Regions from separate parts of the Mus musculus genome. Here all the other regions are linked to region 1. A link is a contact called in public Hi-C, HiChIP or PLAC-seq and Micro-C data. All regions are on one chromosome and are shown on one strand. The core of a region is the stretch at or near the end of the contact, and the rest is flanking DNA. Distances in the headings are between cores, read along the strand shown.

The links. A called contact is a pair of places that touch in the nucleus more often than the background predicts. HiChIP or PLAC-seq counts read pairs in DNA pulled down with a chosen protein or histone mark.
Region 2: an H3K27ac HiChIP or PLAC-seq map of embryonic stem cells shows a contact between it and region 1, with 10 times the contacts expected there. The contact joins the enhancer-like site here to the promoter of Dmrt2 in region 1. A contact is called at or near these places in 4 of 39 promoter capture datasets (cranial neural crest, embryonic stem cells and hippocampal neurons), 4 of 115 datasets of contacts at active chromatin or transcription factors (embryonic midbrain, embryonic stem cells, forebrain and 1 more) and 1 of 9 other capture datasets (embryonic stem cells).
Region 3: a contact with region 1 is called in a Micro-C map of embryonic stem cells, with 2.5 times the contacts expected there. The contact joins the promoter of Kank1 here to the promoter of Dmrt2 in region 1. A contact is called at or near these places in 2 of 39 promoter capture datasets (hippocampal neurons and pre-B cells), 2 of 484 Hi-C or Micro-C datasets (both in embryonic stem cells) and 1 of 115 datasets of contacts at active chromatin or transcription factors (stem cell-derived neural progenitor cells).
Region 4: a contact with region 1 is called in a Hi-C map of muscle stem cells, with 3 times the contacts expected there. The contact joins the enhancer-like site here to the promoter of Dmrt2 in region 1. A contact is called at or near these places in 3 of 39 promoter capture datasets (frontonasal cranial neural crest, hippocampal neurons and neural stem cells), 1 of 484 Hi-C or Micro-C datasets (muscle stem cells) and 1 of 115 datasets of contacts at active chromatin or transcription factors (forebrain).
Region 5: a contact with region 1 is called in an H3K4me3 HiChIP or PLAC-seq map of stem cell-derived neural progenitor cells, with 18 read pairs. The contact joins the promoter of 1700048O14Rik here to the promoter of Dmrt2 in region 1. A contact is called at or near these places in 12 of 39 promoter capture datasets (the 3T3-L1 cell line, cranial neural crest, embryonic stem cells and 6 more), 10 of 484 Hi-C or Micro-C datasets (cranial neural crest, embryonic fibroblasts, embryonic stem cells and 3 more), 7 of 115 datasets of contacts at active chromatin or transcription factors (craniofacial prominence, embryonic stem cells, forebrain and 1 more) and 1 of 9 other capture datasets (pancreatic islet).

Annotation. Positions count from the first base shown.
Region 1 is chr19:25,668,716-25,674,591 of GRCm38.p6, forward strand. It overlaps Dmrt2 (doublesex and mab-3 related transcription factor 2), which reads left to right and starts at 3,696. Exons shown (of 4, transcript NM_145831.3): 1 at 3,696-4,043; 2 at 4,701-5,261. The coding sequence starts at 4,737. 2610016A17Rik (RIKEN cDNA 2610016A17 gene) reads right to left here and starts at 3,524. Exons shown (of 2, transcript NR_045347.1): 1 at 3,363-3,524; 2 at 2,419-2,730.
Region 2 is chr19:26,137,163-26,143,038 of GRCm38.p6, forward strand. No RefSeq gene overlaps it. Among named protein-coding and RNA genes, the nearest start is that of 1700048O14Rik, 94 kb to the left of the region's middle. Within about 2 kb of position 3,754, at least 7 of the 459 cell types and tissues checked have an H3K27ac peak or open chromatin away from gene starts, as enhancers often do. A contact at or near this core is called in embryonic stem cells, where this site is marked.
Region 3 is chr19:25,234,661-25,240,536 of GRCm38.p6, forward strand. Kank1 (KN motif and ankyrin repeat domains 1) reads left to right here and starts at 2,315. Exons shown (of 14, transcript NM_181404.6): 1 at 2,315-2,657.
Region 4 is chr19:26,087,881-26,093,756 of GRCm38.p6, forward strand. No RefSeq gene overlaps it. Among named protein-coding and RNA genes, the nearest start is that of 1700048O14Rik, 44 kb to the left of the region's middle. Within about 2 kb of position 3,706, at least 7 of the 459 cell types and tissues checked have an H3K27ac peak or open chromatin away from gene starts, as enhancers often do. A contact at or near this core is called in muscle stem cells, where this site is marked.
Region 5 is chr19:26,043,072-26,048,947 of GRCm38.p6, forward strand. 1700048O14Rik (RIKEN cDNA 1700048O14 gene) reads right to left here and starts at 3,376. Exons shown (of 4, transcript NR_166756.1): 1 at 3,297-3,376.

The sequences.
Region 1 (5,876 bases), core at 2,446-4,945:
AAAGACAGAAGTACCCAGCTTGGTGATTCAGGGGCCATTCTAGTGGAATTCCCTTAAGGAATCTTACAACAAATGGAAGCCAGTTTGACACATGCTTGTCTTTCTTTGACATTTATTTATTTTTGGACATGTGTTTGGAGCAAGCAGACAAGCCATGCTTACCAAGGAAAGATCCCCCTTACCCCTTCTGCTCCTTCCCTTTGACTGTCTGAGGACAAGCTCATCAGCTGGTGGGCTCAAATAAAGCTGGGGCAGGAAGAGTGTAGAGGTGTGTGTGTGTGTGTGTGTGTGTGTGTGTGTGTGTGTGTGTGTGTTAGGTGAAGGGAGCCAGAAGCAAGCCAGGGCATGCTCCATCTTCACCCTTGTGGGTCAGTAGGGGAAGAAATCCAACTCTTCACAGCTTGCAACTGAGCCTTGTGACAGCTCAGAAAGCACTGGAAAGACCTGTGTTTGTGGCTTGGTATAGGTTTTCAGGCTCCTTTTAGGGATTTGTGTGTGTGTGTTTAAAGGTCTTTTTAAAGAGTGGCTGAAGAGAAGCCAGGCTCTTGCTGGATGCAAGTGCTATCCCCCTTGGAAGAGAGGAGATTTGGACATCTGCTTTGGAGATCTCACAGTGTGACTTGTTCTATCCTTGCTAGTTGAAGTTTTCCTATGCCAGGCCAGGAGAAGTTACTCTTCCCAAGATGCTGGGGGGCGGGGGGGGGGGGGGAAGGACAGAAGTCGCATAATCCTTAGGATAAGCAGCTGGAGCCCAGGCGTCCTCACCCCTATTTCTCCTGAACATTTAGTTTACTGAAGAGTTTGTGTAACTCTGGAATCCGTTGGCGGTTCAATAAAAGGCATGGCCATTTATTCCCTCCCCCCCCCGCCCCCCCGAAGAAGCACTCACAATTTCACTTAAGAGTATGGGAGTGTCCTGGACTTCCTGAAGTTTGTCCTAGGGTAAATCCCCACCTTCCTCGCTAGAGCCATCTCACTTTCCAGCCGCTGGTGGGAAAGTGGTTCCCTGGAGGGCCTCAAGACCAGAGGATGTAATTCAACAGGCTCTTGGTTACAGCTGCGTGTCCTGAAGCTCACAGATGGTGGTATAAGGAGGGAGGTCACACAGAGGAAAGAGATGAAGTGGAGGGGAAGGGGATCCCTAGATAGCAATGAAGTTATTGCCCTTTGTTCCCCCCACCTCACCTGTCCTTGGGGTGCTGGAGAAGATGTCCTTCCCAGAGGGGAGTATCCACCTGCTAGAGGTCTAGCTAAGCCTGTAGGCTGGCTCTTCAGCACCCCTTTTCTAGTCTGCCCACCATAGAGAGCCTGGTCTTTGCCCTATAACACTCCCAAGGGCTAGTCCCCTGTCTTAGGGCTCCCTATCCCCAAACCCCATTTCCCTGTTTTGGCCTCATCTGACTGGTTCATACACAGGAATGTTATTTGTCTCCTCCTCAAGTGATGTTTAAAGTTTGGCCCAGTACAAAGGCTCCTGGGCTCCCTAGTCCTGTTTACTTTCAGTTCAGGAAACAGCTACTCACAAGCTCCCCTCCCGGCTCTACTCTCTGCCATCTGGTAGCAAGCGAACCCATTTTCTCAACTTTGTTAATATTTAAAATTACTTGCGAAGGGCTAATTATCTTCTATCTTCTTAGGGGCTATACAAGCCATGAATAAAAACCTAGCCCGTTATCCACATGATCTGGCAGGGTAGAGTGGTGGAGTTATAGTTCATTTTCAATCGGAGGGCAGATGCGCACAGACTGCCTGTTTGCAAAGGTAGAAGACTGTCTCCTGTGTGTGTGTGTGTGTGTGTGTGTGTGTGTGTGTGTGTCTCGGTGTTGCTCTCGTGGAAGAAAACTCAGCATGATTTGACAAAAACAAAACAACACACAAAAGACCAGTGCCTAATCCTGTCATGGAGGCTCTAACCCTAACTCCAAGTGCTAACATCTGAAGGGTTGCAAGACAGCTAGGGAGCTACGAAAACAAAAACAAAGCAACCACAACAAGAACAACAAATAACCAAGAGGCCGTGGCAAACCAGCTGCGACCATTTCCGGCTGAGAGCCGAGGACTCCTCACTCTGTCCCTTCAGGGCAGAGGGCTATCCTGGTCCAAGGTTCTTGACCAGGTCCCCAGCTTTCCCGAAGGACAATGGGAATTTCAGGACTCCTCACTTTCATCACTGGAGAAAACGAAGGTTAGAAAACACGTTTCTACTGTAGTCAAGAACTTAAACGCACCCACCCAGGTTAGAAAAAAAATTAGGCGAGTTAAGTTAGATAAGGAAGACCACAAATGAGGAAACTAGGGGGTGCTGAGGAACCGGTACCAAGGATTAGTTCCCCCGCTGCCTCAGTGGGGAGCCTTGAAGCTAACAAGTCGCCCCTCAAGGCCCCCAGAGACACTGAAAGAAAAAAATCTACAGGAACATATAGAAAGTCATCTTTATACATTAACTGGATATTAGGAAGCGTTCAACCTCACAAGGGCCTGAGAATACCTGCGCTTCCGGCAGGGAGGCAGGCAGGCAGGCAGCTGGTCTTTGTTCTCACTTAGGCGAGCTTGGTTGACTTGGAATTTTCTGACAGGTTCGGATTAGAGGAAAAGAATCAGCTCCGAAATTTTCTCCCATCAACAGATATCCATCGCCACTGTAGCGCGTGCCCAGGAAATCGACAACCTGTTTTCTGATGTGTTTTCTAACCCGCTCTTCCTGCGGAGGGCTGGATCTTAAGGAGAACCCTTTAAAGAAGCATCGATGGGATTTTTAAATTTAGCTTAAGGTAATAGACTGTCGCGTTGCTTAAAGGACTTCTCTATTATTCGTGGGAAATTTGACTTTGTTTCAAACATTTTTGTGAAGGGTATTTTGAGAGAGAGAGAAAGAGAGAGAGAGAGAGAGAAGAAAGTTAGTTTTCTTGATAATCACTCATTCACACATGCTAAAAGGCTGCTACGTTTTAAAAGTTTTTGTATAAATGCTTGCTTAGATTGAATATTTTTTTGTATCTAAAATTGCTAATGGCGTGGTTTATTTCTATTTGCTCCCAGAATGGACTGTGCTATCCACTGATAACAGGAAACCGTAGATGGGCTGTAGTCGTTGCTGCCACCTGCCTCGCAAGCTCTATGGAAGTAAGGAACTGCTTTGCACCTCGGAGTTATCCACAAACTACAGATATTTGTAAGACATCTGGGCGCTGACCAGCAAGATAAACATGGACTTGTTCGTGCGGAGAGAAGGATGCCAGAGTGCCCACTTTAGAGTGGCCTCTTCTCTCGGCCCAACTGCCGGTCGATGGTTAAACACCGGAGATTATGATATCATCGATAGAAATCAACGCTAACCTTTCTGATCTCTACCCCTTAGTTACCTTCTCGAGAACAACGCGATGTATAAGAGTACGAGAATCAGCTTGTTCTCTAGTCGGCGAGATAAAAGGCGACTGCTCCGCCGCAACCACTGCCCACATTTTTAGGTTTAGCTTCTGGATCAGGGACCCGGCTGCAGCGAAGGCTGGCGGGTGGACTCCGGCGGCGCAGTAGCGCTAAAGGGAAGCTTCCACTGGGCTGAGGAGGAGGGCGCTCAGCCCTAGTGCTCCGGCCAATCGGCGTGCACACCGCCTGAAAACCAACCAATCAGAGGACGCAGAGCTCGGGGTGGGGGTGGGTGGTGGATAATACTAGGAAGGGGAGCTCAGGTCCCCGACTGCAGTGAGTGTCTCTGCGCCGAAAGCAAGCAGGGTGCGCCTGAGGCGGAGTCCTGGGTCCGGGCCGGACCTTTTCCGTCCTCTTTGGACCAGAAGTGGGAAGTGAAGTGAGGCGATCCAGGGTGCAGAGGACCGAACAGAACTTTGCAGAATTTGGAATGTACGGGGTGAGGTTGCTGAGGCCTTGACTCGCCTCCGGCCTCTGTCCCCCGGTCGCCATCCAGTGGGCTCCCGCCTCCTGCTCTCAGACCCAATTCTGTTTGCTCCCACTGCCTGCAGCTCCGGGGGACAGATCCTGAAGCTGGCTCTCTTTTAACTGGGTTGCTAGCCTGAGCCTGGTTCTTGGTGAGTGCTGTGTTGTCGCCGCTGCTCGGGAGCCAGGGAGGGCACGGGGCGTGACTCTTCACTACGGCTTCTTTCTGTTTCTGGTTGTCTTGCCTTAAAGATGAAAATCAAGTTCCCTCAACCTTGTGCGGCTCAAGCACTACTGATACCAGACCAGCTTCTTCAGCTTCATGGCTGTGTCCCCCACTCCCTGTGTGTGTCCTATATAGAGCATCGGTTTAGGGGAACCGGAGGGACGAGAAGACCTCTCTAGAGTCTTTGTGGTGGTGTAGGTCAATGAGAGACATTTGGAAAACGAGGTTTCAAGGTCCCTTGTAATAAAAGGAAAGATAGTTGTACCTTCGACATTTTTATATTTATCATGGCCATGTTAACTGGCTGTGGAAAAGCCTGACAAGTGGCTTAAACTGGCCAGTTAGTAAGGTCAGTGGGTGACTTGTCTGGAAAGGCAGACAGGACTCAGGTTAAAGGTCAGGTGCACAGACCACTTAGAATTAGTAAAATACAAGCTTCGTTGAACTGTGGATCTCGGGTGTGGCCTGTAGAAGAAAACTGAGTAATTCAAGGGGGAAAGCTGGCCTTGCAGAAATTCTGGGCCGAGTCTCAGAGAGGGTCCCTAATTGCGACGGGTCTTTAGGCCTTTTTCTGTCTCCCTAGCGCGCGGGCAACCGAGCCGAACGACAGTCTAGTGTCATGACGGAAGGGCAGGCAGTCCCGGGAGTCGGGGACTGGGAGATCGACGTGGAAAGCCTAGACCTGGAGGAAGATAGCTGTGGGACTCCACTGCGGGCCACGCCGCCGCAGGAACCCAGTCCGGCGGCGGCCGATGGGGAGGAGGACGAGGACGAAGAAGAGGAGGATGAAGATGTGGAGGACGAGGGTGACGGCGAGGAGCCCGGCGTGTCCTCGGAGGTGCCAGGCCGGCCAGAGCAGCCCGGGGGACTGGCACCCAGGCCACCGCCTGCTGCTCAGGCGCTGCCAGCCGCCGCCGCCGCCCCTGAGCGCGGTGCCACCGCCGGTGGCGGCGCAGAGCCGCGCAAACTGAGCCGCACACCCAAGTGCGCACGCTGCCGCAACCACGGCGTGGTATCCTGTCTCAAGGGCCACAAGCGATTCTGTCGCTGGCGGGACTGCCAGTGCGCCAACTGCCTGCTGGTGGTGGAGCGCCAGCGTGTCATGGCCGCCCAGGTGGCGCTCCGGAGGCAGCAGGCCACAGAGGTGGGTGCCGACAGGCTGGGGATAGGTCTCCAGGGTGCGCGCCCAGGCAGGATGAGGGAGTCCCTTACAGCAAGGAGCTGGGCTTCCACTCACACAACCCAGTGACCCTCGATCTCAGATCGCCTGGCAGGAGAGGTTCAGACACTGTCTCGCTAGCCTGCGGGGTTCCGGAGGGAAAGCCGTGGCCTTCGATGCAGAAAGTGCTGAAAAAGTCTCCTATTCAAAAAGCATTGAGAGGCAAAGGAATTAGGTCCATTTGGGACATCGCGGAAAAGTCAATAAAAATAAATATTTTCGGGTTTAGTTTTGCAGGTGGTTGGGGAGGGAGGAAGGTGGTTGACAGAGCGGTTGATGTCCAGTCAGGATGAAGCAGCACGCGGTGCTGTCACTGTGTGTCGCCCCACCTTGATACTTAGGCAGAACTTGATGCCCATTTTCCGGATGAGACCAATATGACAGCGGAGTTAAGGGCCCCTCAGTCCAAGGCTATTGACTATGTGACCTGCCAGAGAATGCTTAGAGGTCTTAGCAGTCCCCACGGTGCGGTGCGGTGCGGTGCGGTGCGGTGCGGTGCGGTGCGGTGCGGTGCGGTGCGGTGCGGTGCGGTGCGGTGCG
Region 2 (5,876 bases), core at 2,504-5,003, 470 kb after region 1:
ATACAGATATACCTGTAAGTCTGGAAGCGATGTACAGTGAGAGACTACTCACTTCTGATTTTACTACTTGGCCTCCCTTCTCTGGGGTATATAGGTCACTTTAGTTGCAGCCTGGAAGAACTATGTCTGGCTGGCCCTATTAGAAACCTGCCTTTCCGTCCTTGTGACTCTTCACTAACCCTCCTCTGCAGGAAGCCTTGCAAAGCATCTTGTGTACATCAGTCACAGAAAGGATCAGCTGGATGGAGCATCATTATTACAGGGTGCACTACGGAGTTTGTAGGTTACCTGCCAATAACAACAGAGACAGTTACCACTGCTGCTAAGGAGGGCAATCAGCCGGAGTGGCAAAGAGGATATTCATTCTCTTTATGCATGTGTCCACATGTGTGCATGTGCATGAACACACACATACACATCTTTCCTCCTTGTTTTTTGATGCTGTTTGTTTATTCTCCTCCTCCATGCCATGCCTACAGCCTGAAGAAGAGGCTTCCACTATACTCTGACTTAAGTGTCCCATGAAGTCTTCTTTCTCCTTCCTTAAACAGACTCATGGCTGCTTAAACTTAATCACTTGGTGTTTTCTTTTCTTCTCTTCTGGATCCCTTTGTTCCTATTAATATTTTCCATTTGAATAGCTCAGCCTGGCAGAGAAGAGGGGGCTGTAAAATGAGAGCAGAAAAAATAAGAGATAGAAAAAAAAACCTCACGGATTTATTTGATTGCTTCACCATTTGGCATAAGAGAGTCTGCCAGATGACAACCTCATTCTCTAGGCTTCCTGCAGCTCACCTCCCTTGCTGATGCCTCCCTAACTCATCCCTGTCTATGCTGGATTCAAAACTAACTTGCTGCCTTGGTTTCTAAACTCTAAACCATCTTGAGGGCTTTAGTCACAGGTCCTCATTAGTTTTATTAAGTTCCACACTGAACATCGGTCGATCGTGCTTTGGAAAAGCTCACAGTTTCATCAGAGAGACGTCAGAGGAGAACAAGCTTCCTTTGCAAAGATGCATATGTTTTGTTCTACTTGTGAGATTTTTCTGCCCAAGGGTTTTTAGAACCCACAAGAAATATCACCCAACAGTATGTAGAGAGCACCCTGGGATTAGTTGGGTCTAATATCCATGAGTAATGGTTTCCAGTATGAAACCATTGGCAAGCAGTTTAACTTGACTATGTATAAGTCTAATTCTAGTCCATTTATCATAATGCAAATTACCTTGTAATGCAGCTTCCGCACAGTCATTTTGTTCACTATTACGTCTCTACCAAGTAGGACAGTGCTTGTCAAGGAGGAGAGTCAATATACATTTGTAAAACAATCTGGGTCACGTCCCTAGTGTAGTGCGTTAGGAACTGGAGAAGTGGTATAAATAGTAGCTGTTTTTATTTTCACTCTACTAACAGAGGAAATAAGCAGTAATCCTACCCATGGGACGAGGGAGAGATTTACAAAGTTGTCATCTTGAATGAGACCTAAGAGATGTGAGGACAACCAATCCACAGGGAAAGGAAACAGAAGAGCTATGGAATTCATGCATAGTTGAGGAGCACAAGAAAGAATGAAGATTGGTCTAAAACTGACCACAGGTACCTATCACTTCCACTCATAATGTGACCCTGGAATAATTGCTTGAGTCCAAGTTCTGTGCCTTAGTAATGGTGGCTACCCCTTACCCAACATCTTCTCTACACAGAACGTGAACAGTGTACTTACTCATTAAGTCCGAATAATAAAACCCTGCTTTGTACTATTGCCTGTAACTTTAATTCTTTTTCAAAGTTTACTTTTAATGATGGTTCTTAAATGCTTTAACACCCCCTCCCCCCTTTAGCCCATCACCCACCAGAGGCAGTGGAAAAGAAAGCATATGGAGGAAGTGAACCTGTTTGGAAATGGTTCTTTGGAGCAACTCCCATCTGTGTTGTCTGGAAATAGGCAGTTCAGTTCACAGGTTTGCAGTGGCAGCTCAGTCCACTTGGAAACACTTCATGGATATATATATATATTCATGGACCAGCAGTCCAGTTTGGTAGCGTCTGGATAACAACCAGGAATCAGCAGCAGTGGCACTACGTAGCAGAGACAGCCAGGCCTCATCCTTGGCACGTGTCAGCATGAGGGACCTGGAGGAACACCAGGAGAAGTTCTCTACTGTGCCTCTCTTAGCAAAGCCTAGATCAGAGAATCCAAGAGACCAAAAAGTGTTGCACAGATAGCTCTAAAAGCAAGCCTAGCTCAGCCACTGTCACTGTCCGTAGAGTCCTATTTATACCCTACAAATCATGAGTCCCCCACAGAGTCTTCCCTCATCATATGCTTTACCACAGCACACATGTCTGTCTCAGCTGACATCACTCTGCCAATCAGCCAGAGTTTGTGGAAGTGGCGAGAAACTGCAGCTCACCACTAGAGAGTTTTTTGGCATGTTTCTAAGGAGTTCAGACAAATGTAGCTCAACTACAACGCAATGTAAGGCAGACTAATACATGTGTGTTGTTAGCGTAGAATCCTGCATCACATGTCCTTTCACTTGCTTGCTTAGCAGAACATCCTTTCTCTTGTGTCTGCTTCAACAAAATGTTGCTTCACGAGTCTGCCTTAGCTTTTCACCTGTGTCCACTTCAGGAAAACATCCTTCGTGTGTTTGCCCCAGCATAATACTATCCAACGCAACCGAGTTTCCAAAGAACCCTTAGCTTTCTACTTCAACTGCCCACCTTAACTAAGGAAACTAAGACCTACAGGGATATATAATGTCCCTAATTTCACAGATGGCCATATGACTTACTTGAGATAATAATGTGGCAAGAAAGCATCCTCACCACTTAGACAGTGTCTGTCAGCCTCGAGGAGGACATTTACGCAGAAGGGGTCAGCAGTAACCAAAAGGAACCTCCGTCAACCTAAACGGATGACTGGCTGCATGGAGGATGGTTGCTTTAGAAAGGCAACGTGGCAATTGTTTTTATTTTACGGTGTCCAAACTATGTGACAGAAACAGCTCAAGACTCTCAAGGGTTTCTGAGAGTCTCAGTTTCTCATGATGGGGAGGGCCTGAGAGACAGCTCTGCCAGCAGCCATCAGGGTGTGTAGCAAGACTGGTCACAAGGGGGCAAACAGGGTAGCAGAGAGTATGAGAGGTAGTCAATGGGTATGACCCTCAAAGGACTGCCCCATGGGGATAGGATGTTAAATCAAAGCTTGTCCAGTATGCACAAGCCTTGACCTCTATCTCCAGAAACACAAAAACCAAATGAATACAACTCAAAACGCCTGCTTGTAGTGCCAGACATACATTCATGTGCGACTCCACTCTCTAAAAGTTCCACAGCTTCATAAAATAATACCACCATCTGGAAAAGAAGCAATAGACAGTGTGTGTGTGGGGGTGGGGGGCATTTCCTATGCAAATCATAACAGATGACTATAACCCCAAGAATGGATGAGAAAGAATTAAGGGTTCTTGTGGAAGATTTCTGTATTTTTGCTGTTACTGTAATATAACCCAGCCTTTTCTTCTCCTTTTTTTTTCTTTTGAGTGGCTGTGCCCAGACTTTTGTTCTGATTAGCTGAATTCCTAAGCTACCTCCTCATTCAAACCTCACTTTACTCAGCCCGTTGACCTTGACACACCCTCTCGTGCCTTGCCTTTTTGTTTTGTTTAGTAAAAGGCTTAGATAGCTCATTCCTCTTCTATTACCTGTGCTTGCCACCTCCTCCAAGCTGAAAGGCTTGCTCAGTACCTCTACTGTACAATGGCCAGTCAGGTATGCATTTAGCTGTGCTGACATTACTGACAAAGTGCTATGCTACATCCTTGAATGTGGAGTACTTCCCATTCATGCTATGTTTTCTTGGTAAGGTTTCCTAGGTAATTGAAGCCACCAATTCTCCACCGAACCTTTCCTTTAGCCCTTTTCTCCATCACTTGTCTGGTTTTAATATCCGATTCTGGCATTCCTTGGAACTCTCTCTTATTTATATTTATCATCCTCTCAGCACACATGCCCAGGGCACTCCTGCTGGCAATTCGGCAGCACCATTGATAGTGACAGAACAGGCTCATCAACTTCCAAGACCCACTCAATATATATCTTGGATCTTTTAAGTGTTCTTTCTATTCCCATACTGTCAAAAGTGACAACAGTAAATCAGAAATGGATGCTTAATACCAGCATCCTGGACAGGGAAACAATAGAAAAAGTTCTTATCAATTAGAGTAAAATTTGGCTTCAGTTATATGTGACCTTGGCAATATCCTAAGATGTTCGTCAGAATTTCCACCCTAGTACACATGTTGTCATGATCCTTGCTCCTCAGATATGAAAGGGAACTGGAGAATGTGGAGGGATATTCCCTTCTCCACCACCATGGTTATGACCTGTTTTATAGCAAGACAGCCAGACACATTCTGTATGTCTTTCTAGCTGTGTACAGCATACACAGTACATGCTTATGTGTATATACATATGTGTATGTGCATGGAGGCCAGAGTTGACACTCAGTGTATTCCTCTATCACTCTCCCCATGACTCTTTAAAACAGGATCTCTCCCTGAACCTAACTGAACTGGTTGGCCAGTAAACCAGGGATCTGTCCCATCCTCAGCACTAGGGTCACGGACATGTCATGCAATGCGGGGTTTTTACACAGATGTTGAGGTTCTGGGCTTACATTCTTGTGTCCTTGTGCTTAGGGGACAGGTGCTTGGCTAACTGAGCCACTTCCCTCACCCTACCAATGTAGGTATAATTTTGGTTCCTACTGAGTTGACTTTCAGCTACTCAAGTGTGAGCATTTCTCTCTGCAGCCAGGCTGATGCCATTAGAGAAGACCTTAAAAGGAATGAGCAAGAGCAATAGCTGTTTTCCTGGTGATTTCAAAGAAAAGACCACATAGTCAATTACCCTCAAAGAGGACACATGGTGAGGACTGAAAGTGAATTTCAACTGATAGCCAAGAGGAAAAGGGGCCTCCGTCATATGACCACAAGGAGCTGGATTCTTCTTTTGTTGGATGAGACCGAAACTCTTGGCTCCAGGTAAGGCTACCTAGAGCTCAGCCCTTGCAGGTCACATGCAGCTGGTCTCAGAACTCAGGCCACACCCGAAACTTTTACCCTTAGAAATGAAAGCAAACAGCAATGCATTGCTGGAAGCCACACATAGTGTGGTGATCTGGTTTATAACAATAGAAGAAAAGTCGTAGAATGATGAATGTCAAATGGCAGACATTCGATCACTTGTTAGATTATGGTATAAACAGAAAACAGGGTTTAGTAAATAAGAGTGCAGTAAGAAGGGAAACCTATAAGCTGCTAAAACGGTAAAGAAATCTGAGAGTTGCCAGGGAAGAAAGACTCATACTGACCTTCAACAATGATCCCTCATATAGTTACATTAACATTGTTCATTTAGAAATTGTAATAATATTTCAATAGGTTTATGGATGCATATGCAACAGACTGCACATAACTGAGGAGTATCATTGGATCACCTTGACTTACATATGTAACAGGAAGTCATCAACAGTGGAAATTGTGAACATGTGTGTCTCACCCCAAAACGTGATTTGAGTCCCTTGAAATACCTATGTGACCTTACTCCTACAATGGGGAATGGCAATTGTGAAACTGGTAAAATAGATAAAGACTGTTAATTTTTTCAGCTTTTTCTGATTTCCCCCACACAGTATACATATAACAACCAACCTTCTTTACAGGTTGGTGATCCCAATAGAGAAAAATATAAAAAGGGGCAGGGAAAAATTCCTTCTTTTACGTTCAAACAAAAGGTTATTATTGCATCAGTTTGGGTGTCACAGGGTGTTTATGAATATGAGTTTTAGTATCTAGATATGCATTAAC
Region 3 (5,876 bases), core at 1,065-3,564, 440 kb before region 1:
AAGGGAAAGAGGCCCCAGCTTTCAGAGCCTTCATATCGCTATGTTTTCATTCATAGGAAACAAAAACCAGGCAAACCTTAGAGACAGAAAGTAAACAGTTTAGTGGTTGCCAGGAGCTACGGGAGGGGAAGGGAGAGGAGGGGAGGGAAGGGGAGGGGAGGGGAGGGGAGGGGAGGGGAGGCTGCTGATGGCTGTGGGGTTTCTTTGCAGGGTACAATGAGTGGTACTTCTGAATACACTCAAACACCCCCCAACTGTGCACAGTGAGGGTGAGTTAAATGATGTGTCAATTGGCTTTAATGTAAAAGAATGAGTAAATCAAAGATAAAATTTCAAATATAAATCTGAAAATTGAATCTATTTTTCATCCCCGAGACAAGGTCTCACTGTGTAGCATTGAATAATCTGGAGACCAAGCTGGCCTTGAACCCCCAGAGATGCATCTGCCTCTGTATCCCAAGTGCTGCGGCTAAAGACTTGCACTACCACACTGGGCCTGCTGTGTTTTATTGATCACATCGGCCCACTCTTTGAGATCCTATATGTTTAATGCTTGCTGAGTAAATGTAAGGAGGGAGAAATGAAGGGGAAGTCAAGACTTGGAATTCTGGAGGGGTAGGCATTACAAACTATTTTTTTTGCATGTGTATGTATGTATGTTCATGTGTAGGCACACTAGTGTGTGCAGATGAACATATATACTCATGTGAGCATGTAGAAGCCAGAACTTGAAGTCAGATGTCTTCCTGGACGGCTTCCCACCTTATTTACTAAGGCAGCCAGTCTTCCTGAACTTACAGCCCACTGACTGAGCAGTCTAGCTAGCCAGGTGAGGACATTTGAAAAACAGGAATCCCATGGTTCCGATCCTCTCCCTGTAAGCACGTTTCTCAGGAATTATCCTGTATGAGTGGTGTCTCCCACACCATCTACTGAATCCAAGGACCCTCTTAACCCATGTAGAAACTGAGGTTCCCAGGAGGAGACCTTTTGCTCTGTTACCCATTGCCTTTTGCTTGTTCTAACAGTCTGGTCTAGGAGAAGGGGTGCTGTGTGTGTGTGTGTGTGTGTGTGTGTGTGTGTGTGTGTGTGTGTGTGTGTGGTGGAGTGGGCACGAAACAATCGAGACGATCAGAACCTTCAAATCTGTCTTTATGGTTGTTTTAGCAATACCCATTTTTCATATAGCTCAGCCTGGCCTGGAACTTGCTATTTAGCAAAGGATCCTCCTCGCTCCAGATTTTTTCTTCTTCTTCTTCTTCTTCTTCTTCTTCTTCTTCTTCTTCTTCTTCTTCTTCTTCTTCTTCTTCTTCTTCTTCTTCTTCTTCTTCTTCTTCCTCCTCCTCCTCCTCCTCCTCCTCTTCCTCCTCCTCTTCTCCCCACCCCCTTTCTTCTCTTTTTGGTTTTCTGTGTAGCCCTGGCTGTCTGGAACTCACTCTGTAAACCAGGCTGGCCTGGAACTCAGAGATCCGCCTGCCTCTGCCTCTCAAGTGCTGGGACCAAAGGCATGCAGCATCACTGCCCGGCTTCCAGGCTTCTGTTATGTTCCCCAGCAGTTATGTTGTTTTTGATCACTGGACTCTCTGTCTTTGGCCATCTTCTTGAAAGAGGACTTGTGCCTCAGTTCCCAACTCATCTCTTGTGGATCTACTGCCCTTTCTTCTGATGAAGCTTTTAGGGACAAGTGACTTCTTTCTTGTGCTCCACACCCTGTAGCCAGGCCTTGTCAGTTTGGACTCCAGACTCCTCACTCTGCTAGGAGTGCTGGAAGGAATGAATCTAGGTCCCTGCGGCTTGCTAGTTGGCTGGAACTTTCCATCGGCTCCAGAGCGGACTTGAAACCTCGAGTCTCCTACTCCATTCAGGTTCCCAAGCCAACGTCTTAACGGCGCCCGGTAACAGGCGCTATTAGGGTGCTACTCTGCTCCTGGCGCGCCCAGCTCCCAAGGTCGAAAACTTGCTCGCACCGAACCCCCTCCAGGGCGAATGGGAGGGTCGCTCGGGCGGGTAGGAACCAGTGGTGTGGAGGTGCGCCTAGGAGAGTCGCGGCGGCGCGCAGGCGCACTGGGCTCTCCACGGCCGGCTCTCGGGTACAAAGAGCGCGCGGTGCCTTGCGGACTTCTCGGTTAGAGCTGCAGCCGGTTTGTGTCCCTGCACTCGGTGGCTCCCGGCAGCCGCAAGTTACTCTTGCACGGCCACTGCAGGATTCTGCTCCGCGATCTAGTGTAACTGGGGTTTGAGTCTGGCGCTGCCCGAGGCCCCGCCCAGCGCTTCTCGGTCCCTCCCCGCGAGCCGCCCGCCCTGTGCCAGCTCCAGATTCGCGGCGCTGGAGGTGAGTAGTGGCAACGCTGCGCTCCTGTCCCCTGCAGGGACGATCTGGGGCGCCTGAACTCCGACTCTACCCTGAGCCAACAGGGTGCCCAGCCTCACACTCTTGGCGCGTGCTGGAGCGCACGGCGACACTGGCCCTGAGATTGCCCTGGGAAGGTCCGTGGGGTTGCCTTGGCTAGCAGTCGCCTGGGATCACCGCTGGCGCTCGAGGGGGCGGCGCCTCCCGACCTGGAGTGGGGCGCGCTGGTCCTTTGATACTAAGCCGTCCTTTCGGAGCCGGAGTGCAGTGCAGTGCAGTGCAGCGCCCTTTTCCGAGGCGTCCCAGGGTAAGATTGGTGTACCCTCTGGCAGTAGGAAGCGGCGATTAGTGCTCCTTTATCCCGGTCCCGGAGCGGCAGGTGGCCCTAGCTGGTGTTGCAGGGTCTGGGCGTGGGGGAGGGGTGGGTGCGGCCTTTAGGGGCCGCCCTAAGCTCCGGGACCTGCTTGAGTTCCTGAGGACCTGCAGTGTCAGGTCCAGCAGGACGGGTGGCAGCGTCCCGGGGCACACTTGGTCGCGCAGGTACGTGGGAAACCCCGCGCTCGGGAGCCGCGGAGCTGGTGAGTCTCATCCCCCCTCACCAGGTCCCTTTGCAACTTTCAAAGGCAACTTTTCGCGGGCGGTCCGGCCTGAGCTGACTCCGCGCGGCTGACCCGGCGCAGGCCTCGTTGTTCGCGTTGGCAATGTTCTGTGGCGTCCCCCAGCGCTTGTTTTCTGCACTTCTCTCCCGAGGTGCCTCTCCGTTCGTCTAATTAAAGTATGGAATCAGACCGAGAGCCCAAGACTAATCAGGAATGCCAATCCCCCGGATCAGTGACCTTGGTTGTCACCTGGGCTACTTGGGAACCAAAGCCTCCTTGCGTTAATTGCGAGTTTGTTAGAGTTGGCTTTTATGCGGTACTTAGTTATCTTGTTTCTCATTTCGTGCATCGCTCTCCAGTAAGTTGTTGGGCTCTTCAATGTTTAATCTATTTAAGTTTTATTTTAAAAGTTGGATGTAATACACATCAATATACTTTAAAATTCATGAGTCATTGGCTTTTCATATAATAATAAAATTATGCCATCAACAACGCTCCCACCTCTCCACAAAAACCATCTCCGGGACCGAGCGGCTGCTGTTTCTGTCTCTTCCCTCGGGTAAGAGGGATAGATAGATAGTGAGAAGACACGTAATCAACCTTCGGTTGTTTTACAGCTAAATTTTGGGAAAGTGCTGAGCAGGGCGGCTGCGGGAAAGTGTGTCAGTTGATTGGGGAGATTAAAAAGGGTGAGGATGGAGGAGTGTCTGTCTGCCCGTGCAGACATTCACTTAGCTGGGAATTCATTTAGCTTCCACGGGGGCCTTTGGTGATCTTTCTGAGCGAGGGTTGCCTCCTCCACAGGTCGTGCTAGTTGACTGAGTTACTATGGCAAAAGTGAGTTCTGGAGATGGGTGTGGGTTGGGGGTTGGGAGGAGGGGGTGGAATTGGGGGGAGCGACAGGAGACAAGGAAAGACTACAGAAATCAGAGCTTGCAAGTGCACAAAGGAGAGAGATTAAAGGGGGGGGGGAAAGACCCTTCAAGTTTAAAAGCAAGGATTGTTTTTAGTACTGGGGTTCCAACTCAGTCCTGCTAAATAAGTATTTTACCATTGGGCTCCACTCCCAGTGCCTAAAAGTACTTTTTAAAAAAATGTTGGGGAGTGGGGGGGAGGGTATGGGGGGCTTTTGGGATAGCATTGGAAATGTAAATGAGGAAAATACCTAATAAAAATATATATAAAAAAAAAGTCTAAAAAAAAATGTTGCCCAAACTGGCTACAAAGAAACTACAGGCATTGCTACATCAAAAACTAGGTTGATGATCTTATGTGTACTGGAGCTCAGGAGACATCTTTCTTGTTTGTTTGTTTGTTTGTTTGGTTTTGGTTTTTCGAGACAGGGTTTCTCTGTATAGCCCTGGCTGTCCTGGAACTAGGAGACATTTTTTACAAGGGAGGATGGAAGAGGAAGGGTCTAGATGGGGAGAAAGCCAAGGTTTGGGGAGACAATTCCTTTTAACGGCTGTGTAGTATTCCATTGTGAGACTGTACCACACTTAATTCATTTTAGGATGGGACTTTGAGTCCATGTATGTGCATACATGTCTATTGGGAATAGGAGCAAAGTTTAGGAGTTCTGAGCTAGTGTTTAGATTAGATGATACTGTCAAATAGATTTCCAAAGTAGTTTTTTCTTTTCTTCTTCTTCTTCTTCTTCTTCTTCTTCTTCTTCTTCTTCTTCTTCTTCTTCTTCTTTCCTTTTCTTTTCTTTTCTTTTTTTTTTTTTTAAGATTATACTGATATCAGCAGTGTGAATGCGCTTTATACTGGCCTTAAACTACAACAGGAGATTTAACAGTGGTGCCCTCTGCTAATATAAAATCACAATTCTAGTACTTTTATATTGCTTCTTAAACATATTTTAATAGTTTTGAAATATTGTTATTAAAATACCACCAAACCTGTGTGTGTGTGTATATATATATATATATTGATATATTGATATAGGATCTCATGTAGCCCAGGCTAGCCTCAGACTCACTGTCTAGCAGAGGATCGTCTTGAACTTCCAGGTGCTGGGATTGCAGAGCTGTGTCGGTCGCCATGGTTGGTGCAGGTTCTGGGATGATTCTGGGTGTGCCTTCAAGGGACCGTGATCATCCTGTCATTGGGAATGTTTATCCATGCTTTGGCATGGTGTGTGATGCTGCAGGAATCATCTTTGTGTGTAGCTTTCCTCTCATACTTGGTTGCTTTGTAGTTGAGACTTCTCCTTTGTGTGTCTCTGAATCCTTGTGGGTTACACTGCTCCCTGCAAAGCTGAGGAACCTCTGAACCGAGTACAGAATTGAGTAAAGACATCTTTCAGTTGGTAACAGTGACAGGGTCTCTTGTGGGTTGAAATGCTATTTCTGAAGATAATGGCCAGGGCGACCCTAATGTCTTCCTTTTAAATAGAGTAAGTGGCAATTTTATTGAGCAGTCACGTTCAGTTTTTCTTTGTGTGCTACTTTGTGGCAGAGGCTCTGAGCCAGGGGCCTTAGGAGATAAAAAGAAGGATCTTACTATAAAGTCGGGTTTTGTTGGTTTGTTTGCTTTGTCCAGAAAGAGTATGCAAAAATGTAAAGTTCAGCAACTTCTAGCTCGGGACTGAGGGTTATTTTATCTGTTTATGTTTGAGTTCTGAATCAGGTTCTTCCGTGGATGCTTAGGAGCAGTTTCTGAGAGCTGTCAGTCTTGGGCTGATCTTCAAGGGATCTTAGGGGAGCTGAGGGCCACTGAGCATCTCTAGGGGGCCTCCACAGTGGACAGGGACGTACTGTTGGTTTCCAGGACAGCAGAAGTGGTGTGCCATTCTTTACTCTTTTTCAGGAAGATTCCAAGTAACAGAGCCAACAGAAAGGCAGGGCAACACTTGGCTTTATAGGAAGAAAGCCTCCTGCACGTCACACTGTGGGGGCTCCTTTTGAAGACTTGGGGGGCTG
Region 4 (5,876 bases), core at 2,456-4,955, 420 kb after region 1:
TAGTGACTAAATACAAAGTTCTATGGCTTTATATAAAATAACCTCTTGTGTGAGCCACCTCCTACAATGAGCTCAACTCTAAAACCAGTCATTTGTCTTCCAAAGATGACTGTGATGGGTTTACTGGGAAACTGAACACCAGGCTACAGTTTAGTCCACTTCTAAGAAACATTAAAATTTGCCACCATGTACCTTTTGTTTCTTTTGTCCAGAATTTTTTTTAACTTAGTGCTTGCCCAAGACTGTGTTGTTAATTTATTTCACATGATATGCCTAACTTTCTATAGCTAAGCCTGATGAAAAATGTTCTTCTTCTTTTTTTTTTTTTGTAATTTGGAAGGATTTATTTACTTTCCTTACAGAAAACCTTTTATGGACCGTTCTGATAGGTCTCAGTGGAACATACTCCTGTGATGTAGTCCTTTATGCTGCTTCCCAGTCACTGGTTAAGCTCTCTAGAAGCCCCAGACTTCTTGTGGGCCTCTTGATTGCACTCTGAACCCCAAGGATATGTAACAAATAAATTTCTTCTGTTTATGTGTTTGACTTCTCCTTTCTGTTACGCCCTACCTCACCCACATGTAGAGAAATGGACTTTCTTCTAGCTTTAGGCTCTGCTGGTGGGGAGCTGTCTTGAGTAGTCTTAAGGAGAAACTTTACAATGGTTGTCACCTACAGAAAGATAAGACTTGGGTTAGGACGATGGACATTGAGAGCTGATAATGGCATGGCAATATCCAGCCCTGTTAATCTTCAACGAAAAACACAGGGAGAAGAAAAGAATCCAGAGTTAATTACAAGTGAAATATTGACAAGAAGAAAGAGCAGGACATAGGATTCACAATAGGCATTTATGGGTAAGATTTTGTTTTGTTTTGCTTTGTTTTTTTGAGACAGGGTTTCTCTGTATAGCCCTGGCCATCCTGGAACTCACTTTGTAGACCAGGCTGGCTTCGAACTCAGAAATCCACCTGCCTCTGCCTCCCAAGTGCTGGGATCAAAGGTGTGCGCCACCACCGCCCAGCGGGTAAGATTTTCTTTAAAAATTTTAAATAGTCTATGCTCATAAAAGATATTGTTCCGTGAATCTCTTGTGATGTTTTTCTTATTGGTTTGGAGTCACCTTAGTAACCTGAGCAGAAGTCTTAACTGTGTTTTCTCCAACAGTTTGTATGGAATCTGCATTATTTCATTTTCAAATTGTCTGCAGAATTTTCTAGTGAAGCTGTACACATTTAAAATTCCCTTCTGTGTGTGTAAAAAGTATGAATTCAGTTCTTATAATAGAAAAAAGGCTGTTCAGGACACCTGTATCTTCTCCACTGAGTTTTGATACTGCATTTTATTAGAGGAATCTGTCAAATCCATCGAGCTATTACTTATTTTTAATTGTTTAGAATCTTTCCTTATTAAAAATTTTGACATTCATAGGCTATGTTGATATGTCTCCATTCTCATTCTTTTTAAAAAATCTGTATTCTTATCATTTATTACTTGTGTGAGGGTAAGGCACATGCCACAGTTCACGTGTGGAGAACATTTCCATTTTCTTACATTCCCTTTTCTTACAGCTATTTTTTCCAATAATTATATTTCTACCCACATCATGACCTTCAGCTATATCAATAATATTGCTGCTTTAAATAGACATCTTTTTTAGGAGACTAAAACAAGCAAAGTATGCTTCATGGCTATTGACGAAATTTACTATTTTCTGAGTAGTTATGCCTTTATGAAGAATCAAATACCCATCTGGTGTCTCCGACTCATGCCTAAAGAATCCAGTCTTTAGGTGAGCCCAATTCAGCTCAGTTATGAAGGAAAATATCTTTGTTTTTTATCTTTGACTTTGGAAAGTTTTCTTTGAGTATAGAATGCCAGGCTCATAGTTATTCTTAAAAAGACCATTTTTTTTCTCACGACATGATTTATATCTAATGGATCATCTTTCCATATTTGGTCGAATTAAAGATTTTGATTTTAAATTTTGAGTTATAATCAACCTTGCTGAGGATTTTGTTTTCTTGGGGACTCATCGGCTGTTCTGGCTCTGTATATTTGTGGTTTTCTTCAGTTTCACAAATTTCTGTCAGCGTGTTTTCTTGTCCACCTCTAACTCCTTCAGGGGCTCTAAGTCTACATGTATCGCTCAGTGTGTGATGGTGCCCCACAGAACAGTGGTGTTCTGCTCATCACCACAGCCCACTCATGTGTATTCCTGTGCATACATTATTATTTAATTTTGTAATAATTTCCTTTGTGATGTCTAATTTTGGTTTTAATTTCATCTAAAAAAGAGCCTTTTCTGTTGTTTTATGTCTTTCATTTTTATTTTATCACTAAGCCCAATCCAGTCATTTATATCATTCTTCATTTGTTTTATGGTTTTTCCTGGTTTTGGATCCTATTTTCCAGTTTGAGGGGTTTTTTTTTTTGTTGTTGTTGTTGTTTTGTTTTTTTCCAAGATTGGTTAATTTCTGCTTAGATAAATGCAACCCGAATTCTGCATTTTCTGATGCTGTTATCTTTTTACTGTTTCTTTAAACATTTCTGGGACCTGTTTGGAGTCCAGTCACCCAGCATTAGTTTGATCCATTTGAAACTTGCTTTTGTCCCTAGTCATAGCAGTTCAGGAAAGCCTTCAGCCTGCTGCAAACTTGCTCTATTTCCAAGGGTTCATCTGATAAGCCCTATTACTGAGGACTCACCTGCCCAGGACTTTCTGCTTGCTCTGTGTGCTAAGACATGTTTCTTGTAGGGAAATAGGAGTCAAAGTAGCTGATGAGTCTCCTGTGAACTTCTGTTTATCAAGTAGTGCTTATTTGTTGTTTAAGCTTAACCTAATCACATTCATACGATAGACTCAAATCGAGGAACATGAATCACTAAACAGATTTAGTTTGTATTCTTTAAGTTGTTAGGTTTGTTTGCTAGGTGTGTCAGTGCACACCTGTAAGCTCATAACTTAAATGGCTGAGGTAAGACTGTGTGTTTGAGCCTAGGCTGGGCTACATTGAGTCAGAGGCTACCTCAGGCTACATGACAAGGCCCTGTCTTACAAGACAATAATGGGTGGCATGAAATACTTAGAGAAATTGAGTGAAGGTTCAGATGAAAAGATGTCAAAGATACAGGATGACTACATACAAGCTGGAATATATCTGGTATTAATGAGTTGGGGCAGAGTTGATGGGATCAAATGATAGTAATGTAGTAGGATTGGGTTTCCAGATATTGATTCTGCTACTGTAGTGTTCCTGACTTTTAGGGCACATAAGCTGGGCTGTTCATGGTTAATTGATTGTCATGTGTGCAACTTTAATAAGTTTAAAAAGAAACATACACGTATGCACACATGCACATGGAAAAACGTGCACACACACACACACACACACACACTGAGCCAACAAATTATAATGGTAACTGAGCAAGATATGAATCATGTCTGACCCTGGCAGAAGAATATACAGAAGTTATTTATATCATCCTTGAGATGTAGCAAGTGGTGAGACAGCACCAACCCACCGGCTTGGGTATCATACTTCCAGGTGGCTATACCTGTTTAAGCTCTGAGAGAGCTGATGGCTCCCGGCTAAATAGAGAGATAGCAGAATGATTTCGTTCTCTGCTGGTAGCTTCCCCTCTCACAGTCAGCCATGACTCACTGTCAGCAGCTCTCTGGTGCCAGGATGACATGGGGGTAGCTTATCTTTGTCAGTCAACAAGCAAGTTTGCTACATGCCCACATGCCTGCATGCCACTCTCTATTATGTATGCCTGAAACTGACACCGAAAGAGAAGGCGCCTCAGAGATAGCACCCCCTTCTTCCTCGAGTCATTCATCATGAGTTTTAGCAGTAGAATGTTCCCAAGCTCTCGGTGCCGCCTCATGAAACCAGAGCTGACTTCTTGCTAAATTCCAGCATTAGACATGGTTCTGTTGTCACAGGGATTTTTTGTTTTCTGTTTGTTTAATAAAATTTTTCTCATGACTGTAACAATTTATTTGGGGAAGAGGTGGTAGAATTTAGGACATGGAGAGAAATGTAGATTTTCCTACTCCTTTATAGATGATCACTGGCTGTATTAATGGAGAAGAAAATGTCTTATGATGGTAGTGACCAAGTCAGTCAAGCAGAAACAATATGGGTAGTGTTACAGGAGAATGAAAACATTGTGATGGGGGTGTTTGTGTGCATTTGTGTATATATGTAGGGTGTGAGAGTAGAAAAATGAAATGCACGACAAGCCACACTAAGTCCTGCAAGTTTTGTTCACCTAGCTCTGGTTGTAGATGGCTCTACAGCCTCTGCAGTGTTTGCTTGTTATGGGAGAATGCAACTGAGCTCTGTGTCTGGCAGGGTGATTAATGGGGATGTTGCTGCTGCTACAGGGAGATGTGCTACTTCGTTCCACAGGTCCTCGATATCCGGCAGCACCTGCCTCATTGCAGGGAATGTTATCTCATAATTAGTAAATGGAGCTGCTTGGCATACCTCAGTGAGTGTCTGCGGTAAAGGGAGTGTTTAACAGGGCAGCAATCTGAGCTGTGAGAACAGTGCTGGAGATCATGATGTGGCCCCTTTAATCAATTTTGATATGGCTTGGGTCAGAATCACTGACCAGTAACTTCTGGAGATTGTCCCATGAAAATTGTCCTTTCTTCAGAAAAATCAGTGTCACTCTTAGGAATATGGGAACTAGTTCTGGGTGAGTTGAGAATTAATGCTTGTTAATGGTCAAAGAGCTGGCCCAACATGCACTTACTCTTTTGTGCTGCATCTTCCCTTCTGTAGCATCTCTTCCTGTTACAGTTAGTCTCATTCCAAATCTTATCTTAGTCTTAGGATTAGTTTCTGGAGGAACGGGGTTGAAGACAGGTGATAAACTAAGACCAAGATGAGTTAAGGATTCTTGTGTCAATAGACAAAAACTCTATAAGCATTATGCTGATTTATTGTATCTGTTGTAGATGCTTGTACTGAAAGGACAACGGTCCCCAGGACAAATAGGTGACAGATATACAAAGGTAGTAAGATTCAAGTTCTTTTCATGACTTTAATGCTACCTCTAGTTCTCCTGTCAAACTCTGCGTTCTAGTTTTACATTTCCTTCATTCAAATATTCATCTTGGCTACTCTACATACCAGGCAGTGGGCTAAGTAAACTAAATTTAGAAATAAGTTCTAGAATATTCTCTCTAAGAAGAATATGTTGACTTATAAGAACTCCTACATCTGCTAAGACCATCAGAAAATCTACATACAACACAGGGAAAAGCTGATTGGAGAGTACGAATGCAGGAGGGCAGGAAGAGAAGGTTGAGTTGGAAGAGAGGGGGTAAATGGCTCACAGTGAAATGTAACAGATTTTAAATCCACAGGCTTTGGGAAAAGCATAGCTTGGTATTGGGACATGATTCTATTTAGCTAGTAAAGATTTAACATCATGCCTATGCAATGTAATCCTGGGGTAGAGACATATCTCAAGTTACTTACCTCACAGAAATGTCCCTGCAGCCTGGCAGACCGGTCACCATGGGAGGCATCTCATAAACAGAATACAGCCAAGCTGGGTATGGTTTGGTCAGAATCATGGTTGTGGGTTGGTCAGACAGTTGTCCTGGGGCTGAGAAGAGGCACGTGAGTGTCCTGAGATATTTCAGTGACACATGGGAGTTTCCAATAACTCATAATCCAAAGGAGGGGGAGCCACTGGGAAGTGAATGGTGGAGAGATAAGAGAGATCCTGAATGTGAGCCGATGATAGGGACACCCTGCATGGATCTTGGTGAGCTGATGTGTAGGGACGCCCTGCATGGATCTTGGTGAGCTGATGTGTAGGGATGCCCTGCATGGATCTTGAACTGTTTTTGA
Region 5 (5,876 bases), core at 2,126-4,625, 370 kb after region 1:
CCAAACCCTTTCCCAACAGTGGCAACTTCTGGGGGACAAGTGTTTGAACACACGAGCCTTTGAGGAATAATTCAGAAGCAGACCACAACAGTGGCCCTCACATAGTTGAGTGCAGTGGTCATCTTTTTCTATGTCACATTCCATAACAGGAAGACTTGGCCATGCAATTCTATAAAGGTTTCTGCCGTAGTAGGTGTGACTTGAGCAAATCACCTAACCTTTCTGAACTCAGATTTCTAACGATCATAAGACCTGCCACATAAGATGCCTGCAGAGAGTAAATGGGATTGGCTTACTTCAGTGTTGGTACAATAAACTCAATTTCTATCCATGTTATGAGTGTTTCCCAGAGATGTGGCTAGCAGGTCACATAGATCCCCATCACATGTACACAGCCACATATGCTTAACTTTACCAAGCTGGAAGGCACTTGGGTGGGACCTTAACAACTGTGTTGAGTGTTCATTGAGTGTAGAGACTATCATTGAGGGATTGGAAGGTTTTTCTTTTTATGTCTTGTTCGTGCCTATATTTCCAAGGATAATCCCTGAGTTTCTTTCTGAGAGGCAAATACATCTGGAAGGTGTGTCTGTACATTCCAAGGTGTGGGTGTAGAAAAGTCATTCTTTTAAATATTAAATGGCATTTAATGTATTTGGTACTTGGTTTTGTTTCTCATTCTTAGCTCTTACCTAAAAGCTGTCCTTTGTTTCAATACCAGGTGTCCTCAGATGTTCCGTGCAATTTTCAGATGTGTTTGAGTGCACTTGGGACATTTTTTTCAACTTTCTGTGTTTCTAGTTACTTCATATTAGTCCTCTGCGGGATTTATTTGTGGTTGTACCACCTTGTTGTCCATCCTGGTGGGCTAGTGACCATTGCTTAGATAGAGCCCACTGTCATAGTTCTGACTGTCATTTTGATTTGATTATGATTAATTTAGCTGAGAGTTAACAATAATTTTTCAAGTGGCTGGACATAGCAACTTGGTGCTCCTGGCAGCAAGGGGTGGACATCCTGTGACCCTTCCCTGCACATTGTCACATTGTCATTTCTTTACCTCAGTACTTATTTAGACAGAGGGAGAAATACTGCCATGTGCCCTCATGGTTGAGAGTTGGGACAGAGGTTGAATTCTTGGGAAAGTCTGGGCCTGAGAAGAGCTTTTTCTTTCCAAGGTCAGAAATCAGAATGTGTCACTGTGGCAAGGTGACAGTGTCCTCAGCTGTGCTTGGAATTCAGCACTGGCCTGGCCAGTGGGGGATCTGTATGTCTGGGACTTCTTCAAGCATTATCACCCCGGCACTACTGTGGGATGCTCTTCAGGAAGCCTCCCTTGTTGTCCACATGCTCAGGAATAGGAGAGGGAGAACTGGATAGAAATAGTGGCTGTGGCTGAAGAAAGGCTTCGTGTTGGGCCTGGAAAGCACTGAGAGACCTTGAGGAAGCTTCTCTTCTCTTCTGAGTACAGTGACAGCGAAAACAGGCAGCTGGAACTATTGTAACATGAATACCCAGTTCCCTTTCGTGAGCCTAATTTTTAATAATAAAACACATCTTGGTGGGGAGTGTGGTCTGTATTACCATTAGCATTTTTCAGGTAACCAGTTGGCTAGAAATGCATTCTGGGGTCAGGCTATAGAATCAATAGCCCCAAACAAATTTCATTACTGTATTTGTAATTAATTTTGTTTGAGGGGGGAAGGTAACAAAGAAGGTGAACGCAGACTTGCATAGCGTTTTTGCTTTTGATTAGATTTGCATTTGACTTTATTTCTTAAGGACTTTTCAAATGATGGAACAAATCATTCTAATAATATGCTGTGTTGGTGATATGAATGCCATGCCAAAATGTAACTGTTAGTTAAAATGTGTTTAGTTTAAAAAACTATTCCTATCTGTTCATTTTTCAAACTGTGTAATTGTTAGAATAAAATCAGAGAGCACATGCGAGTATCTACCACAATGAAGCCCATATAATTAGTAGTTCACTATGTCTAGGTACCATAAAAGACATTGCTTTATATTTCTAATACAGGCAGGATCTCAGGAGAGGGCAGGCATTGTGCTCTTAACATGAAAACCTTTGATAAGATTTGGGTGACAGTGTCTGGCTATACAGGAAACTCTGGATGTCTGGTACAAATAAATGCACTGTGCTGAATTTGGAGGCCATGTATCTAAGGGCCTTTCTACCATAAGACCGTTCGTTCTTCAGAAACTGCTCCCACTTATGACCTTTGATGATGGAAAGGCCCAAGAAGCCCTGCTTATTCCATGACTCATTCTCGTGTTTATAGAAGACTTGATGAGGAATGGTCATATGACTGAAATTGGGTCAATCATTCCATTTCCCTAGGGGCTTAACTTTGAGCCAACTGAAGGGATGGCATATGCCAGTGTCTGTCTCCCCACCACCAAATACTCCAAGACAGGTGTCTAAGTGCAGCAGTGTGTTAAAGAGAAGATGTCAGTGAACATCAGTTGGGATGTGGTAAAGTGAGAAGGAAAGAAAAAGATAGCAACAAGACTCACCTACCTCATCAACAAAGGAACCATTTTGGAACACAGTTCTGTTACAGGGACTGGAATAGCCAGTGTGGAATGTGTGCTAAGTTATTCCAAGGAAGTTGAGGTATTTATTGGTCAACTGGGGATGGTTGTGGCCTAAGAGCAGTTCCCTGGAGAGGCTAATTCACATGTCCTTCTTGTGGACTAAGAAGACCAAAAGGCCAGGGATGCCACTGGGGAAAAGAGCCACAAGTGGTGGCAAGGCACACTGGGCTGCCTGTGTGGAATTCCTAAGGGTTGTGGAGGAATGAGGAGAGCACTACAGAGCCATTTATACAGAAGGCTAAGCATAAAGTTTTAGACCTTGTGTTAGCCAATGAGCAGGAGAAGGCTAGTCTCCAGGTAGAAGTAAAGAGTGTAATAAGCATATAGAGATTAAGAGAGAAGAGAGGAAGGCACACAGTTCTGAAAATGATGTAAGGACAGTCTGTCAGGGAGATGCTCCATTCTTGCCAGTCTCTGTTATGTTATACTTTTCTGTTAGTAGATGACATGAAAATATCTGACTGTCCCTTTTCATCTGGCTAACTTGATTATCAGTCACTCTTTTGATGTGACAGAATGTATTTTTCAAAAGTGGCCACCACAATATTTTCAGGCTGATATGTTTTTGTGACCTTATGGAGTTCACAGTCCGGGGTGGGCTTATTTACATTCTTTCTAGGAGTTTATAGCCTTTAGAACTACTTTTGAGGGAATATCATGGTGAAGGAGATACTGTATACCTTTAGTTTTTGCTGTTGTTGGTTGGTAGTGTCGAATTGAACCCAGGACCTTGTGCATTGTAGGCAAGTGCTCTTCCACTGACTCCAGGACCTGTTGTATGAGTTCTAAGGCTTAAGTCACAAGAGGCCTGGATTCTATCTGGCTCTCTTTCTTAGGATGCCTACCATTAGAATGTAGCCAACATGTTGTGAGAATGGTCTGCCTTCACAGAGAGCTCAATCATGGCAGAATTCCAGCTGAGGTCCTCACCAGCAGCTCATCAATTCCTACATGTGTGGATGACCCAACTTGGTCATTGTGACACCCATTAACCTGGGCTACTTGCTAACACTATGGGAAACCAAACCAAAACATTCCATCTAACTGGAGCCCATTTGCAGATCTGAAATAAAAACAAATCCTGTTTCTTCTTTCTTTTAAGTAAGTCTTAGGGTTGCCTGTTACACAGCCCTCAATCAACAAGTAACTAGAACGTAGGTAATATAACCATGCAGGTTTATATAATGCCTTGCCAGTGTTTTGGGGTAGCACCCGTGCATAGTTAGGTAGAACTCGTATATTAGCAGTTTAGGTTCTTTTCTCTCCTCTGAGCACATCAACACAATTTCAGTTCTCCAGGGGGATTTTTTTTTTTTGTAACCCTTCCTGGTTGGTAGCACTGAACCCAGATCAGCAAACTCTCACTCCACTTGGGAACACTCTATCATCTTCACTCTTTGCACACTGGTGAGAGAGACATACAGCAGGGTCTGCCATTGCTGTGCCAAAGTTCATCAGAGCTATGGTTTTTACAGGTTCAACTAATTAATTTCTGCCAAGATCTTGGGATCTGAGTGCCATCCGTCCTTTATGGATGAAAGGTCAGAAATTCAGGAGGTTCAAATCACTTGCTCAAGGTGGCAGAGTCAACTAACAGAATTGGAACTCCTAACTGTGTGATGGCCAACCCTCCATGCTCTTTTGTGGGGTCCTCATCTGGGTCTCCTGGCCTTCAAGGGACTTGACACTGCCACTCACTCTCACCCCATGTTGTGCCACATTTGTGGTCTCTCATCTAAAGGCAGGTTCATGATCAGCTGACTTTTATGCGGTGGTGGGAAAGTGTTTTCCGTTACATTGATATGGTACCACAACTCACACTTAGGCTTTTGGTTTACGAGAAAATACTTTGAGAGAATAAAATACTATAGCATGATAAATTGGTGTATTCTACATACACATGTATGTTGTGTGTACACACATATGTAATAATGTATATGTGTTCTATCAGTATAAATATAAGATTCTGCATATAGGTTATATATAAATTTGCTTGATATAAAATTATATACAATTTTATTCATGCCTATTATATGAAATACATACTTGTAACATATATAAGAGAACATACCATTTACCTGTGGCACTCTATTGTAATAAATAATATAGAGTTTCTATGTCATAAAATTATCATTATTCATTTCACCTATTCAACATTTATTGATTGTTTAATTTTCTTTTTCTTTCCTCTTCTTTCTAACTCTCTTTCTTTCCCTCCCTCATATTCCCTCTTTGTCTTTGTCTCTTGGAAATGTTACTCAGGTCCTTGTGCATGCTATGTAGGCATGAGATCACAAATCTACCTCTCCAGCCTGACTACTTGATTTTTAAACCTTGAACACTCTTGAACTAATAATAGCAACAACAAAAAGTCACAATGGCATATGGAGTTTACTATCTCTTTTTCCACCTCCCAAGAAAGTCAACATTGTACACATAAAGTTAACATTGGTGTATTACCATTACTGAAAATACACACCATATTTAAGTTTTATTCATTTTCAACTAATATCCCCCTTTCTGACCTAGGATCTAATCCACTATGGCACATTGCACTTGACCATTGAATTGTCTTAGTCTTGCATAGTATGTGACAGATTACATTTTTAGTCTTTCCGTGTTTTTGAACTTATGAAGCATACTGGACAGGCAGTTTTGAAGGATGAGTTTTAGTTGAGGTTGCCACTTGCACTTTCATGAGTAGAATGGGGTTATGGTTTCTCTGGAAGAAGAACCATAGAGGTAAAAACTTCCCAGCCTTCCCACAGCAGGACAGCCAGGGCACATGGCCTTGACAGGGCTCACCTCTGATGATGTTGACCTTGATGGCCTGGTTGAGTTACTACCAGGTTTCTTCTGAGCCTAATCACTGTCTTTGCTGTCTCATGTACTGTTGCTGTGAGTTACTAAGTTCAGCCTATTTTCCAGAAGAAAGTTCTACCTCCTAGAGAGAGGAGTAGGACAGACTGACCTTTTGTGGCAGTGGGGAAGTGTGTTACCATGGTGGAGTGATCTACAGATATGTGGGCATTGGAAGGCTTTGGGCTTACAGAAACACTCTTGGGCCTGAATCACCTATACTTTTGATTTCTTCATCATGGGATGTTGCGGATAACCCTGAGGCTAATTATATTTGATGTTAATTCTGTTCTCCTGTGAGTGGCTGTGAACAAGGAAGGAGTCAGCACTTAGGTGATTTCCTGTAAACCTGCTTCCCACCTTAATTTGTAAAATAAAGGAGAGCTGATGATTGGGCAGAT